Regions from separate parts of the Sus scrofa genome. Here region 2 is linked to region 1. Evidence: chromatin contacts called from public Hi-C data. All regions are on one chromosome and are shown on one strand. The core of a region is the stretch at or near the end of the contact, and the rest is flanking DNA. Distances in the headings are between cores, read along the strand shown. Region 1 overlaps STX3 (syntaxin-3). Region 2 overlaps OSBP (oxysterol-binding protein 1).

Region 1 (7,230 bases), core at 3,844-6,343:
TTCCAAAGCATGCTTTCAGTATTTGTTTACCTGCCTTGATGAACTCGTGAAGTAACTGTGAGACCAAAGGAGACCTCTTTGTGAATCTCAGAGGCCCTGCTCTCTAAAGCTGCGGACTCACCTCCTACATCCAAAGGTCCTTGGGCTCATACGCAGACTCATCTCCCCAACTTTTCTTGCATCCAACTCAAGGCATTCACTCAACGGCCCTGGGGCCTAAACTCCTATCTTTATCATTTTGATTCATTGCCCACCTCTCAGCATCAAGCCCTACTCGTTTTTCCTTTGCAAAAATCATCCATATCTACAGTGCTTTCAATCCCATGATCACCGTGCAAATTCAGACCAAAACCACTGCAAAAACCCAACTAGAGACCCACCCACCTCTTGCCTCTTCCCCATGCCAATCCGCTTTCATATGGATACCAGATTATCTTCCTAATAGACTGCAACCTGAAGTTACATGCAGGCTACTCAGTCAAATGCAACGCCCTAGACGGTAGTCACAGGCCTTTGGAATATGGCGCTGTGTTCTCTACTGAAACTCAATATTCACTATTCCAAGACAAACTTTTTACTCTAGTCAGACTGTTCTCTTCATGTCTGCCCCCCACCCCTACCACTTCCAACACACACACACACACACACACACACACATACACACACACACACCCACACACACACCACTTTTGCCCCCATGCCTCTAAGGAGAATCTCTTCCTGGGCCTGTACATGGTGGCACTCTTTTTACTTTTTTGTTGTGGCCAAAGATCAAACCCACAACCTCATGCACACTATGTTGGGTTCTTAACCCACTGAGCCACAAGGGGAACTCCCACAGTGGCACTCTTGCCCATCCATGGCCCAGCCGCCTCTGGGCACCCCAGATCTCCCCGAGCTCATCTGAGGCTGAGGGCATGTGCGTTTCAGCATGTCTTTCTACACGGCTTTCCTGGGGGTCTTGTGTCAAGTTTCCTTGTGCCACTTGAACATCGTGCCATTTCTTCAAGGACAAGGATCATGTGTCTGATGACCACCAAACAGGACAAATGATGACCAACAATCTTCGGAAGGAACACTTTAGTTTCCTCAGCTGTAAACCAGGGAGGCACGCTCAACCCTAAGCTGCCTCTGGGAGCCTCAGAGGCCTCCCTAGAGGAGAGTGTGAGAGGGGCCACCAGGGCCAGACTCGACCCCGTCCCCTACTTCAACCTGGGCAGCTCTCCTCTACCAGCTCTTCAAACTGAATTCCAAACAAGAGCTGTTTTGTTTTTTTGTTTTTTTTTAAGACTCCACTGCTAGAAAAGAGAACCCCCCTACATGATGGTGGGAATGTAAATTCATGCAGCCACTACGGAAAACAGTATGGAGGTTCCTTTAAAAACTAAATATACAACTACCATATGACCCAGCCATCTCATTCGTGGGCATCTATCTGGACAAAACTAATTCAAAAGGATACATGCATCCCTATGTTCAGAGCAATGCTATTTATAATAACCAAGACAGGGAAATAACAGATGAACAGGTGAAGAAGTGGTACGTATACATACCATGAAACACTACTCAGCCATGAAAAGGAATGAAAATGAAATAATACCATTTGCAACAACAAGGATGGAACTAGAGATTATCATACTAAGTAAGTCAGACAAAGACAAATATTATATGATATCACTTATAGTTGGATTCTAAAAAATAATACAAATGAACAGATTCACAGACATAGAAAACAAACTTATAATTACCAAAGGGAAAGGGGGGGGAATAAATTAAGAGTCTGGGATTAACAGATACACACTGCTGTATATGAAATAAACAACAAGGATTTACTGTACAGCAGGGGAACTATATCCAATATCTTATAATAACCCATAATGAAAAAGAATCTGAGAAAGAAATATATACATATCTCCCAGGATACTCACCCCAACTAACCACACCTTACTACTTTTTTTTTTTTTGGTATTTTTAGGGTCACACTTGCAGCATATGGAGGTTCCCAGGCTAGCGGCTGAATTGGAGCTATAGCTGCCAGCCTATAGCACAACCACAGCAAGGCCAGACCCAAGCCATGTCTTCAACCTACACCACAGCTCATGGCAGTGCTGGATCTTTAACCCACTGAGCGAGGCCAGGGATCAAACCTGCGTCCTTGTGGATACTGTTTCTCTGAGCCATGATGAGAACTCCTACCCCACTAATTTAAAACACTCGGAGTTCCCGTCGTGGCGCAATGGTTAACGAATCCGACTAGGAACCATGAGGTTGCGGGTTCGGTCCCTGCCCTTGCTCAGTGGGTTAACGATCTGGCGTTGCCGTGAGCTGTGGTGTAGGTTGCAGACGCGGCTCGGATCCTGCGTTGCTGTGGCTCTGGCGTAGGCCGGTGGCTACAGCTCCGATTCAACCCCTAGCCTGGGAACCTCCATATGCCGCGGGGGCAGCCCAAGAAATAGCAACAACAACAACAACAAAAGACAAAAAGACAAAAAAATAAATAAATAAATAAAACACTCAACTGCCCCCCCCCCCATTAAGTCTGAAAAGCCTCTTTCTTTTTTTTTTTTTTTTTTTTTTTTTTTTTGGTCTTTTTTGCCATTCTTGGGCTACTCCCGAGGCATATGGAGGTTCAAGGTTAGGGGTCAAATCGGAGCTGTAGCCGCCAGCCTACACCAGAGCCACAGCTACGCGCGATTCGAGCGGCATCTGCAACCTACACCACAGCTCACGGCAACACGGAATCCTTAACCCACTGGCCAGGGATCGAACCTGCAACCTCATGGTTCCTAGTTGGATTCATTAACCACTGAGCCACGACAGGAACTCCCCTGAAGAGCCTCCTTAATTCATATATACAAACTGAATCGCTTTGCTACTACGCACCAGAAACTAACACAATATTGTAAATCAACCATACTTCAATAAAAATTTTTTTTTTTTTTTTTTTTTTTTTTTTTGCTTTTTAGGGCTACACTTGTGGCATATGGAGGTTCCTAGATTAGGAGTTGAAATGGAGCTACAGCTGCCGGCCTACACCACAGCCACAGCAACGCGAGATCTGCGCCACATCTGCAACCTACACCAAAACTCCTGGCAACACTGGATCCTTAACCCACTGAGCGAGGCCAGGGATCAAACCTACGTCCTCATAGATACTAGTCAGATGCGTTTCCACTGCGCCACAACGGAAACTCCTCAATAAAAAGTTTTATAAATAAAAATAAATAGATTAAAAAGCTAGGAAAAAAATAAATAAAAAAAAGATCGGACTAGATGATCGTTAGACCAGGGAAACTCTCACCTGGGATTTCCGAATCCGAAGGTCTGCTGACGACCGGACCTCGTCTTCTTCGATATGCCTCTCCATGCCTGGGTGGGAGAGAAGGACGTTCTAGCAAGGCATCTGCTGCTCTCTGCCAGGACACACGCTGCACAATGCAACCCTGACTCTCATTCTCACACCTGGGCCAGGAGACGTGACAGCAGGCAGGCCCCGTCTCGGAAGGCCAGCTCCCTCGTGAGCCACAGGACGCACACTCCACGCCTTTCCCAGGCACAGGCCTTCCTCAGCTACATCTCAGCTCAGGGGTCAGCCACTCTGTCTCTGTCATCAAGAGACATGGGCTCAAATCCTTGCCCCGCCACCTACTAGCCGTCTACCTCTGGAAAAGCCACTTAACCTGTGTTCCCATTCTCTCATCTGTAAGATGGAATAAAGAGCAGTGCCCCTCTCTGGCGATTCTGATGTGGAAATGAAAGAAGGATGCCCACTGAGGGCTTGGCACATGATCGGTGCTACAGATGGAAGCTGCCACTAGCAACCTCCACCTCCACCCCCGTGAAAACAGGTAGCGCCGTCTGCTTTGGCTGAGAACTGATTACTTAGGCTGAGCAATGCCACTTTCATACTCTGACCAACAGCAAGCACTCGTCACCAAATACAATGAGGCAAGAATGCAAATGACTTATGACTTCTGGGCCCCAGGGGAACCAACTCTATGAGAGTGGCTTCACCGAGGAATGCCCTAAGCCAAGGGGTGGGGGTGGTGGAAATGGAGGGTGAGACACCTGGTCCCCAAGAAATATCTGTAGACTGAACAACCTCTCCGGCATCCAGAGATAACCAACACCACTATTCATGTGTCTGCAGGTGCCGAAGAATCGGGACCAGGAGGAAAAAAGTTGACGGACTAAGTTTAAGGACCAAGTCACACAAATATTCAGCAGCTGAAAGCACACTTTCATTCCCGCCTCCAAACTTCCACTCCGGACTCCTCCAGCCACAGTCATGACCCAAGAGCAGACAGAATTTCTGGGACTAGAATAGGTCTATTCCAGGGACAGTGCCCAGACCACGAACAAAGATGGCACAAAGAGTGTCACTCCCATCGGGAAGAGTCTCGGTCCAGAAGAGTTGGACCCAGAGGCCGTGAGATGGATGGGGGTGGGAGGGGGGAGCTGCCTGAACCCCCTGCTGCCTTCTTACTCTTCAGTTTGTTCCGGACGTTGTTGGCCCTTTTCTTGATCTCAGTCGTGAGCTGCTCCAGGTCATCCTTGGTTTCTGGATAAAAAAAAAAGGCAGGTGGAATCAGGCAGGTAGAAAAGACTGATTGCTTAGTCAGCTACAACAATCAATGGAAGAGATGGGGTGCTTTTTCAGCGCTCTCCACCCAGAGCAGCGCACATCCCGGTGGGCTCCCCAGGCATCCTCCTTAGGATCACAGAGGGCTTATTTTTAACAGGCATTTTTTTTCCAGGCACCCTACTCAGACTTACAGAATAAAAACAGTTCATGGAAAAATGGGGGGGGGTGGGGGGGCATTTCAGGTGGAGGAAATGGCACAAGAGCAGCGGTGGGGCAGAGATGAGGTATTTGAGCAGCAGAGTCATTGCCAGTCATGAGACAGAGGGTTGGGAAGCAGAGGTTTGGCAAAACAGGTTGAGGGGAACCATGAAGAGAAGCGCTGATGGCGGTCAGGGCAGTGTGAGTCAGAAGTGGGTGAGGGGGGGTGGGTGATGACGTGATCCAGACATCAGTGTGAGGTAACACATCCCCTCCCCTGCTGGCCGAGGCCCAGCCCCAGTGGCCAAGGGTCATGGTCGGGTGATTCAGCCCTGAGTCAACACCCACTTGGCTCTGGAATGGGCGCAGAGAGAATGATGCTGTAGAGTTTCTTAGCTTCCTCCACATGCTCTGAGATCTTGTCAATGTTGAGTCGAGTTTCCTCAATCTAAAATTAGAAAGACAAGAGGGAGAATACAGCTATGATCATGTCCGGAATGAAAGGTAGCAGAACTTTCTGCCCGCCTTCTGGGTTTGTGGAAGAAGACGGTGGCGAGAAAGGTCTTCTGAGGACCCGTGAGCCCAGTGACGACCCTCTCCGTAGTCAGAGCAGTCACTGAAGATCTGTCCTCATCGCTCCCTGAGAGGAATACACCTGCTCACCTTGACTGAGAGGATTCCGGCCAGAAAGACTCATGAGGAACCAGAGGGAAGGGTCATGAAACCTTCTCAGGCTGATGCTCAGCTCCTCTAAAACTGGGAACGTCAGAGAGTGAGGATGGGAGAGAGGTAAAAAGGAAAGAGGGAAAGAAAAGAAAGGGAGAGAACAGACCTAGAGGGTGAGAAACAGAGAAAGAAGAATGAGAGGAAGAGGAAGAGAAAAACAGAGGAAGAGAAAGAGAGAGGAAGCAGTGACCATCTGGGGAGACGGGCCAGCTCCAGTTCTGGGCAAATACCTCTCACTGGCTGACGGCCTCAGATGATCAGGACCCAGGGGGCTGGAGCCATGGACCATTTCTGCCATTCCTGAGGTTCCTGACTGTACAGTGTGCATCAGAAAGGACTTCCAGCCGCACCTCACTCCCAGATAGCACACCATCCAGGACTCTGCTGAGCGTTAAGTGCAGCCTCAGCTCCCTCTCAAAAGGCACTGGGCGCCCCTGCCCCACGGCCCCTGCTGAGGTGGTCACGGCACAAGTGCAGGAGGCAGCCCATGCCAGGGACCTCAGAACCGCCCCCCATATCACCTGCCACACTTCCACAATGAGGAGCACATCAGCGCTGCCACAGTCAACAACAGAAATCTGGTAAAACGCCAAACAGTAAGATCTTAACACCCAAGATGCAATGAAAATACAACTCAAGATGCTCTTTCTTCCAGTGAATAATTCACTTGTTTTCAAAAACCTAGTCATGGCTCTCCCAATTGCAAAGAAAGTCGAGAAGTAAAACTTGAGTTCTCTACCCCTCCAATAAGTATTTTTGCCACTGGGACATGGACTCCGCCTTCTACAAATAAATTGGCTTGAACGCACCATAGTTTGACAAGAGAATCGCTTGCTTGAAGATATGGAATAACATCTCAATGCAATCATATCAGCAGAGTGTAAGGACAAATACAAGGACCTACCCAGACATTTGTGAAGCATTTTAAATGCTGGCCAAACAAATCACAACACTGCATTGGGACCATTTTTCCAATAAGGAAATGAAGGGTTAAAAAGGTCACAGAGGTGGTGGAAGGAACAGCACTCAAACAGTGCCCTCCAGGGTCCAACTGGGACCATTTTTCCATTAGAGTTAAGATAATGTTTTTGGCTTCCCCATACGCTCACTTTTAGCAGCATCCCAAGCCCACCTGACCAGTAAAAATAAATAAATAAATAAATAACGCCTATGTTATCACCTGTGAATGCCAGTGGCTTTGGGCTATAACCACCTCATAATGAGGCCCTCGGGGGACCCAGAAATGGCCACCTTACCCTTCCCTCTCTCTTTATCTCTCACATCAAACACTGGTTCCTCTTATAGCTCATAAAATGTCACTGCATCGCCCCATGTTTTCACTTCCATCACATGACTATCTTGCCAGAGCAAATACAATGTACAAAACAGAAACAAGAAAAAAGGCTTTCTAGAATAAAATGTTCTCACCATCTTATTTTTTATTTATTTATTTTCGTCTTTGGTCTTTTGAGGGCCGCACCCACAGCACATGGAGGTTCCCAGGATAGGGGTCTAATCAGAGCTGTAGCCGCCGGCCTACACCAGAGCCATAGCAACGCCAAATCCGAGCTGCATCTGCAAACTACACCACAGCTCAGGGCAACACCAGATCCTTAACCCACTGAGCGAGGCCAGGGATCGAACCTGAAACCTCATGGTTCCTAGTCGGATTCATTTCCGCTGCGCCACGACGGGAACTCTCTGTACTCACCATTTTAAAA
Region 2 (7,329 bases), core at 458-2,957, 200 kb after region 1:
AAAAACACCGGGCACGTGGGGTTGGCAAGAGAACTGCTCCTGTCGGGCCCTGGTTTCCTTCCTTTTTTTCCGTTTGGCATTTGTTTAAGTTGTCTTGTTCAGAAACCTAGCCCCCGTGCCACCCACCCTTGGTTGAGGATCACAAATTGAGGTGCCTTCCTTGTATGCTTTTTGTTAGCGTTTTTTCATTTCTGTTCCTTAACTGCTGAGCCTCAGCTGGTGGGGGTCCGAGGGAGAGTATCATTCCAGAGGAAGCCATCCCGCTCGGGGTGACTGGATTGACACTGGCGAAGTAGTACTTTCATTCCCACCCCCCGCCTCTCCCTTCCTAGCTGTGATGAACTCAAGAGGGGCACCTCCTGGGAGCTTCTTTCAAGGAGGCCTGTGAAGGCGATGACCTAAGGAGGGGGGCTTCAGACGGAGTGGGAACTCCCCAGCTAAGCAACGTCCCCGATGTACTCCCCCACCCCTCCACCATCTATCTGCACTACATTTCCAGCCTGACCCCCCAGTCAGATTCCTGCTAATGGAAGAAGCTTCGAGTCCTTCAGGTGAAATAAAGTCATGTGAAAACAAAACAAAACGATATATATTTTCGGTTTTTTTGCCTTATTGTTTTTTTTCCAAGAAAACTACTAAATTAAATAATTTTTAAAAAGTCATATTGTTTGTCTGATTCACTTCCACGTCTACCAGGTAGGAGGCGGGAGGAGGTGGAGAGCTGGACCCACAGTGATTTGTTCTTGGGAGTCCAGGAACTTGATCTCCATGGGAAACTGAGAGAAAAACTGGGCAAGGGTTTACAGATGTTTTGACTGCTCAACAGCATTCTGGAGGTCCCATGACCAGAAGAGTGGTTTTAACAGCCCCTGATGCTTCAGGATAATGTCATCATCTGTGTCCCACATTGGCATTGGGGGATAGTTTACAGAGTTTTTGATACTGGGCCTGCGTCACCCCCAAGATAAAAGTCTTGCAAGTTCTCATTGCGGCTCAGTGTAACAAGTCCGAATAGTATCCATAAGGACTCCGGTTCCATCCTTGCCCTCACTCAGTGGGTTAAGGATCCAGCATTGCTGTAAGCTGTGGTGTAGGTCACAGACAAAGCTCAGATCCTATGTTGCTGTAGCCATGGTGCAGGTTGACAGCCGTAACTCTGATTCGACCCTTCTCTAGCCTGGGAACTTCCATATGCTGAAAGTGGGGCCCTAAAATAAAAAAATAAAAAAAAAAATCTTGCCCATTTAATTCTCAGGCTCTTAGCTCTCCCATGTGGTAACTCAGATTCTGTATTTTGAAACATAAGCAATTGAGTGTTGATTCGCAGACCTTGGACAGAAGTAAGAACAGTGAAGATGCTTGTTTAGGTTTTCTCTGTAATGTTCAGGGAGGGGACAGGTGGGCAAAGGGACTGGAGGGGACTGGAGAGGCCTTAGATGAGGGCCAGTGCCAATACCTGCCCTGAGGGGGGCCCCCACGTCCGCTGCACATCTGCTTCTGTGTCCAGAATGCTGAGAACTGAGTCTGAACATTTCCTGGCTTCCTCTTAAACAATTTTAAGAGGTAAATGTTAAAATTGTCTTGTCGAATATAAAGAAAGTTGCTCAAAAAATACCCCAACTTGGATTAATTCACTCCTGGTCACATGGCTGATTGGTTAGTCACAGCACTGGAATTCAAAGCTGGGTTTGTTTAACCCTGGAGTTTGTGACCTTTCCAACCTTGTGTGCTGTGAGATACTGGGTTGGAACGCAGCTGATAGTCATTTCCTCCTGGATTATACATCACGCAGAAATGCATATTTCTGTTTCTAAAAGCTTATTAATGTGGATAATATCATTTTGGGAGTCCCACCTCAAGGAAGGAACATGCTCCCACAAAATTAGCTTTATCACCAGGGATGGTTTTTTCTAACCTGCTTCTTGGGATAACCACTTATCTGCTCAAGTCATCTTCCCAGTTCCCATCAGTGGGCTTGGTGTGAAGTATCAACGACTTTGTTTTCCCTCTTTTTTTTTTTGGTCTTTTTGCTATTTCTTGGGCCGCTCCCGCGGCATATGGAGGTTCCCAGGCTAGAGGTCCAATTGGAGCTGTAGCCACCGGCCTACGCCAGAGCCACAGCAACGCGGGATCCGAGCTGCGTCTGCAACCTACACCACAGCTCACGGCAACGCCAGATCGTTAACCCACTGAGCAAGGCCAGGGACCGAACCCGCAACCTCATGGTTCCTAGTCGGATTCGTTAACCACTGCGCCACTACGGGAACTCCCCTCTTTTTTTTTTTTTTTTTCTGGCAAGCTAAAAACCACTGCAGTAGACCCTTGACAGTTGTGGGAGCTGCATCCCTCAACCTTGAATACCATGTGGAATGTAGTTCCCTCCAACAGGGGCTGTCAAATGTGCCTGAAAAATTGTAATAATTCCTCCTTTATTCCTTTAATGGGTGACTGTGACATGATGGGTCTAAAATCCTGAGGTGTCTACATGTGATTCAAAATTATATACTATTACACGTGCCAAAAATCTCCGAAGACCTACACAAATGTTAAACCTATAAATTTCAAGGGTTTGCTCTACTTTCAGCAAGATAATTGAGGAATACATTAGGGATACAAATGGGGGAAAAAAAATGCTCAGAGGGGTTCCCTGGTAGCCTCATGGTTAAGGATTCAGCATTGTCACTGCTGTGGCTCAGGTTTGATCCCTGGCTTGGGAACTTCTGCATGCCAAGGGATCAGCCGAAAAAGAAAGAAAAAAAAGAAAGGAAGGAAGAAAGAAAGAAATTAAGAGCTCAGATAAACAGGCAATTATGACAAGCTAGTTTGATAAATGGTGTGAAAACAATGTAGCAAGGTAACAAGATTATAGGGAGTGGGAGAGAAGGGACAAAGACATATCAGACAAAGCTTCTAGAACTAGGAGAATGTATCTGAATCAAGAGTTGCAGGTTTAATAGGGGTTAGGGGAAGAGCAATGTATAAAAATGCTGCATGACTGCTCACAATACCCAAGACATGGAAAAAACCTTAATGTCCATTGGCAGAGGAGTGGACAAAGAAGATGCGGTATACACACACACACACTCACTCACACACTGGAACACTACTCAGCCATAAAAAAGAATGACATAATGCCATTTGCAGCAACATGGATAAACCTAGAGATTATCATACCAAGTGAAATCAGAAAGAGAAAGACAAATATCATATACTATCACTTACATGTGGAATCTAAAATATGACACAAATGAACTTATCTAGGAATAGAAACAGACTCACAGACCTAGAAAACAGACTTGTGGTTGCCAAGGGGGAGGGGAGGTCAGGGAGGGCTGGACTGGGAATTTGAGGTTAGCAGATGCAAACTATCACACATAAAATGGATAAACAACAAGGTCTGCTTATACAGCACAGGGAACGATATTCAATATCCTGGAATAAACCATAATAGAAAAGAATATTAAAAAGTGTATTATAACTGAATCATTTTGCTGTACAGCAGAAATTAACACAACATTGTAAATTAACTATACTTTAATTAAAAACAAAAACAAAAATACTGCATGGATAAAGACGAAGAGCACAGTAAAGGAAAGCATCCTGAGGTTGGAAGGCTGCATGAATGGCTGGAGCACAGAATCGAGGAGAGAACACTGACACGGTACTGGAGAAGCGTAAGGTCCAAGTTATGGAAGTCTTTGCAGACCATATAAAGAAGGTTTTTGTTTTCACGAGGGAGCCAGTGAAAGATTTGTAAGCAAGATGATGGGTTCCAGTGTGGAAAATGATCGATAGGTAGTAAGATCAATTAGGAGGCTGAAGAAGTTAAGAGAATGAAGAAGTGCAGGGATTTTGGAATATGGAATTGGAATGAAGAGTACTTGGGTATGATTATTGGTGGAGAGCAGGGGGAGGGAGTGTGGGAAGGAGGAGGGAATTTGTATTTTTCTGGCTGGGGAAACTTAGATGGAAGGTGGTGTTAAGCTAAACAACTTTAGAGGGAAAGATGTGTTTATTTTTGGACATTCTAAGTTGGAGGTGCCTGTGGAGAGGTTGAGTAAGCAATTAAAAACATGGGGAAAAATACAATGGCTACATTTTTGTGAGAAGTGAGGGATGGGATGCTGAGAGTAGCTGTACATTAAAATCACCTGCAAGTTAAAAAAATATATCATCCGGAGTTCCCATTGTGGCACATCGGAAACGAATCTGACTATATCCATGAGGATGCAGGTTCAATCCCTGGCCTCGATCAGTAGGTCAGGGATCCGGTGTTACTGTGGGTTGTGGTGTAGATCACAGATGCGGCTTGGATCCCGTGTTGCTGTGACTGTGGCATAGGCTGGCAGCTGTAGCTCCAATTCGACCCCTGGCCTGGGAACTTCCATATGCTGCCCATGTGGCCCTGTAAAAAAAAAAAGCAAGAAAGAAAAATATCTATCTATTTATCTATCTATATCACCCTAAGACCCATCTGCAAGGCATTACGATTCAATCAGGGTTAGGGCTACTGCAATTATATATGTAATTAACTCTGTACTATGTAGACATAGATATGAATGCAAGGGTTGCGAGATTATGAAATGGGAGGAAGAGGTAGGATAAAATCAGTATATTGGGGAATATTATTTAGCCGCAGCTTGCTTCTCAGAGTTTGAGAAAGATATGTCTGAGCCAATTCCACTTTTTGACAATGTTTATATATTTCAAGTTTTTAATTTTTTTATTTAAAAAATTTTAAATTCAAGTATTTGATTTACAATATTTGGCCAATTTCTGCTATACAGCAAAGTGACCCAGTCACATATATATACACATTCTTCTTCTCATATTATCTTCCACCATATTCTATCACAAGTGATTATCCACTAGTTCCCTGTGCTGTACAGCAAGACCTGATTGCTTCTCCATTCTGAAAGTAATCATCTGCATCTACTAACCCCAAATTCCCAGTCCCTCCCTCTCTCCCCCCTTCCCCTCCTCCCCTTCCCCCCTCCCTCCCTACCTGTCTGTCCTTTTCCATAGATTTCTTGACCCTGTTTTGACAATATCTGAAAAATTCAAAATGTTCATATATTTTGATCTTGAAAAGTCTGCCTTGAAAAACAAATACAAAAAGGTAGTCATTGCAGAACTGTCTTTAATACTGAAAACTAGGAAAAACATCGAAATATCCATAATGAGGAATTTTATTAAATTGATTGTATTATACCCATACAATCCAATACTGTGCTTGGATTAAAAAGAATGAAATAGGTCTACATAGCTGACATGAAAAAAGACATGATTTATTTTTATTTTTTATTTAAAATTTTTAATTATAATCGATTTACAATAGTCTGTCAATTTCTCCTGTATGGCAAAGTGAGCCAGTGACACATATACATACATCTTTTTTTTTCCATCACAAGTGACTGGATACAGTTCCCTGTGCTACACAGCAGGATCTCATTGCCTTATCCACTCAAAATGCAATAGTTTGGATCTACCAACCCCAAACTCCGAGTCTATCCCACTCCTTCACCCTCACCCTTGGCAACGACGAGTCTGTTCTCCACGTCCAAGAGGTTTTTTGTTTTTGTTTTTTTTTGGTGGCTAGGTTGATTTGTGCCATATATTAGATTCCAGATATAAATGATATCATATGGTATTTGTCTTCCTCTTTCTGACTTATTTCACTTAGTATGAGACTCTATAGTTCCATTTATGTTGCTGCAAATGGCATTATTTTGTTCTTTTTATGGGCGAGTAGTGCTCCATTGTGTATATGCAGCACATCTTCTTAATCCATCCCTCTGTCCACCGCACATTCAGGTTGTTTCCATGTCTTGCCTATTGTGACTGGTGCTGCAATGACCATAGGGGGCACCTGTATTTTTCAATGAAAGTTTTGTCTAGATAGAAGCCCTGGAGTGGGATTGCTCGATCATATTGGTAGTTCTATATTTAGTTTTCTGAGATACCTCCATACAGTTTTCCATAGTGGTTGTACCAATTTACATTCTCACCAACAGTGCAGGAGGGTTCCCTTTTCTCCACACCCTCTCCAGCATTTGTCATTTGTAGACTTATTAATGATAGTCATACTGATCAGTGTTAGGTGGCACCTCATTGTACATGATTTATTTTTAAATGAGAGAAGTAAATTTTAGGGTAGTCAAAAAGCAAACTGAGGCATTCCCGCTGTGGCTCAGCGGGCTAAGAACCCGATTAATATCCATGAGGATGCAGGTTCCATCCCTGGGCTCGCTTATGGATTGAGGCTCCAACCTTGCGGTGAGCCCGTGTAGGTCGCAGACGGGGCTCGGATCTGGCGTGGCTGTGGCTGCGGCTTAGGCTGGCAGCTGACGTTCCGATTGGACCGCTGCCTTGGGAACTTCCATTTGCAGCAGGTGCGTCCCTTAAAAAGACCAAAACAAAAAACCAGAACACACACAAACCAAGCACCCAAAAAAAACCAAACCAACAAACAAATAGAAAACCTCCGAGAAAAGTAAAATTGTTTATCACCTCTAGCTTATTAACAGAGGCCTTTCCTGCTAATATTTATCAAATGCCTCCAGCTGAACTTATACCCTGATCCTTTTTCACGTCAAAAGAACAGATGTTGTTATTTCATTACAAATATGAGGAGGGGAAACCCTCACGACTTGCCGAAATAGCTCAGTTGGGAGAGCGTTAGACTGAAGATCTAAAGGTCCCTGGTTCGATCCCGGGTTTCGGCAATGGTTTTAGGGGTCATTGGCAGTGACCCAACAATACTTCCCACGTGGTTGTCCGTTCAGTCCGCTGCGTACCAGTTTCCGGCCCTTTAAAGAACGAACCCCAGTTTGACACCCCGCACTTCTTACTCCCCTCTGCCCCCCGGAGTGGTTGTATAGGTGCTTGGGTGGACACGGAAGAGCTGCTCAGATTTTGTTTTCCTTTCCTCTAGGAAGGAGGAAACTGACAGGACGTTGCTTTCAAACTGCTCCTTATCACGTCTGTATCCGCCAGTATCTCTTCCCTGATCTTGGGTCTGCTTGGATCCAAGTTCTTCCCACGCGCCTTGCGCCGCTCGCCTTTTTCTTCATCCCAGCCCTGTCTCTTCTTTTTTTTTTTTTTTTTTCCCAACCTCTTTGCACGAGCAGCTGGCGTCGGAACGTGTCTTTGAGGGTCAAAGGGACCCGCGAGCCCGGGCTCCGCAGGGGGAATTGGGGGCCACCGAGCTGCCACGTGCGAGGCGCCGGGCTGCACAGCCTCTGCTGGACCGCTCTGTCTCCAGGGCGGCGGGGACTCGGAGGTGATGGCGACAGCCCGGGCCCCCTCTCAGCCAAATAAATCCTCAAT

Evidence for each region. A called contact is a pair of places that touch in the nucleus more often than the background predicts.
Region 2: a contact with region 1 is called in a Hi-C map of embryonic fibroblasts, with 1.6 times the contacts expected there. The contact joins two enhancer-like sites. A contact is called at or near these places in 1 of 47 Hi-C or Micro-C datasets (embryonic fibroblasts) and 1 of 2 datasets of contacts at active chromatin or transcription factors (alveolar macrophages).

The regions. Positions count from the first base shown.
Region 1 is chr2:11,707,483-11,714,712 of Sscrofa11.1, forward strand. It overlaps STX3 (syntaxin-3), which reads right to left. Exons shown (of 11, transcript XM_021082987.1): 3 at 5,132-5,231; 4 at 4,487-4,561; 5 at 3,302-3,369. Among named protein-coding and RNA genes, the nearest start is that of MRPL16, 22 kb to the left of the region's middle. Within about 2 kb of position 5,094, at least 12 of the 83 cell types and tissues checked have an H3K27ac peak or open chromatin away from gene starts, as enhancers often do. A contact at or near this core is called in embryonic fibroblasts, where this site is marked.
Region 2 is chr2:11,910,999-11,918,327 of Sscrofa11.1, forward strand. OSBP (oxysterol-binding protein 1) reads left to right here. Exons shown (of 14, transcript XM_021082995.1): 14 at 1-662. It overlaps TRNAF-GAA (a tRNA gene), which reads left to right and starts at 6,653; the gene lies at 6,653-6,725. Within about 2 kb of position 1,708, at least 15 of the 83 cell types and tissues checked have an H3K27ac peak or open chromatin away from gene starts, as enhancers often do. A contact at or near this core is called in embryonic fibroblasts, where this site is marked.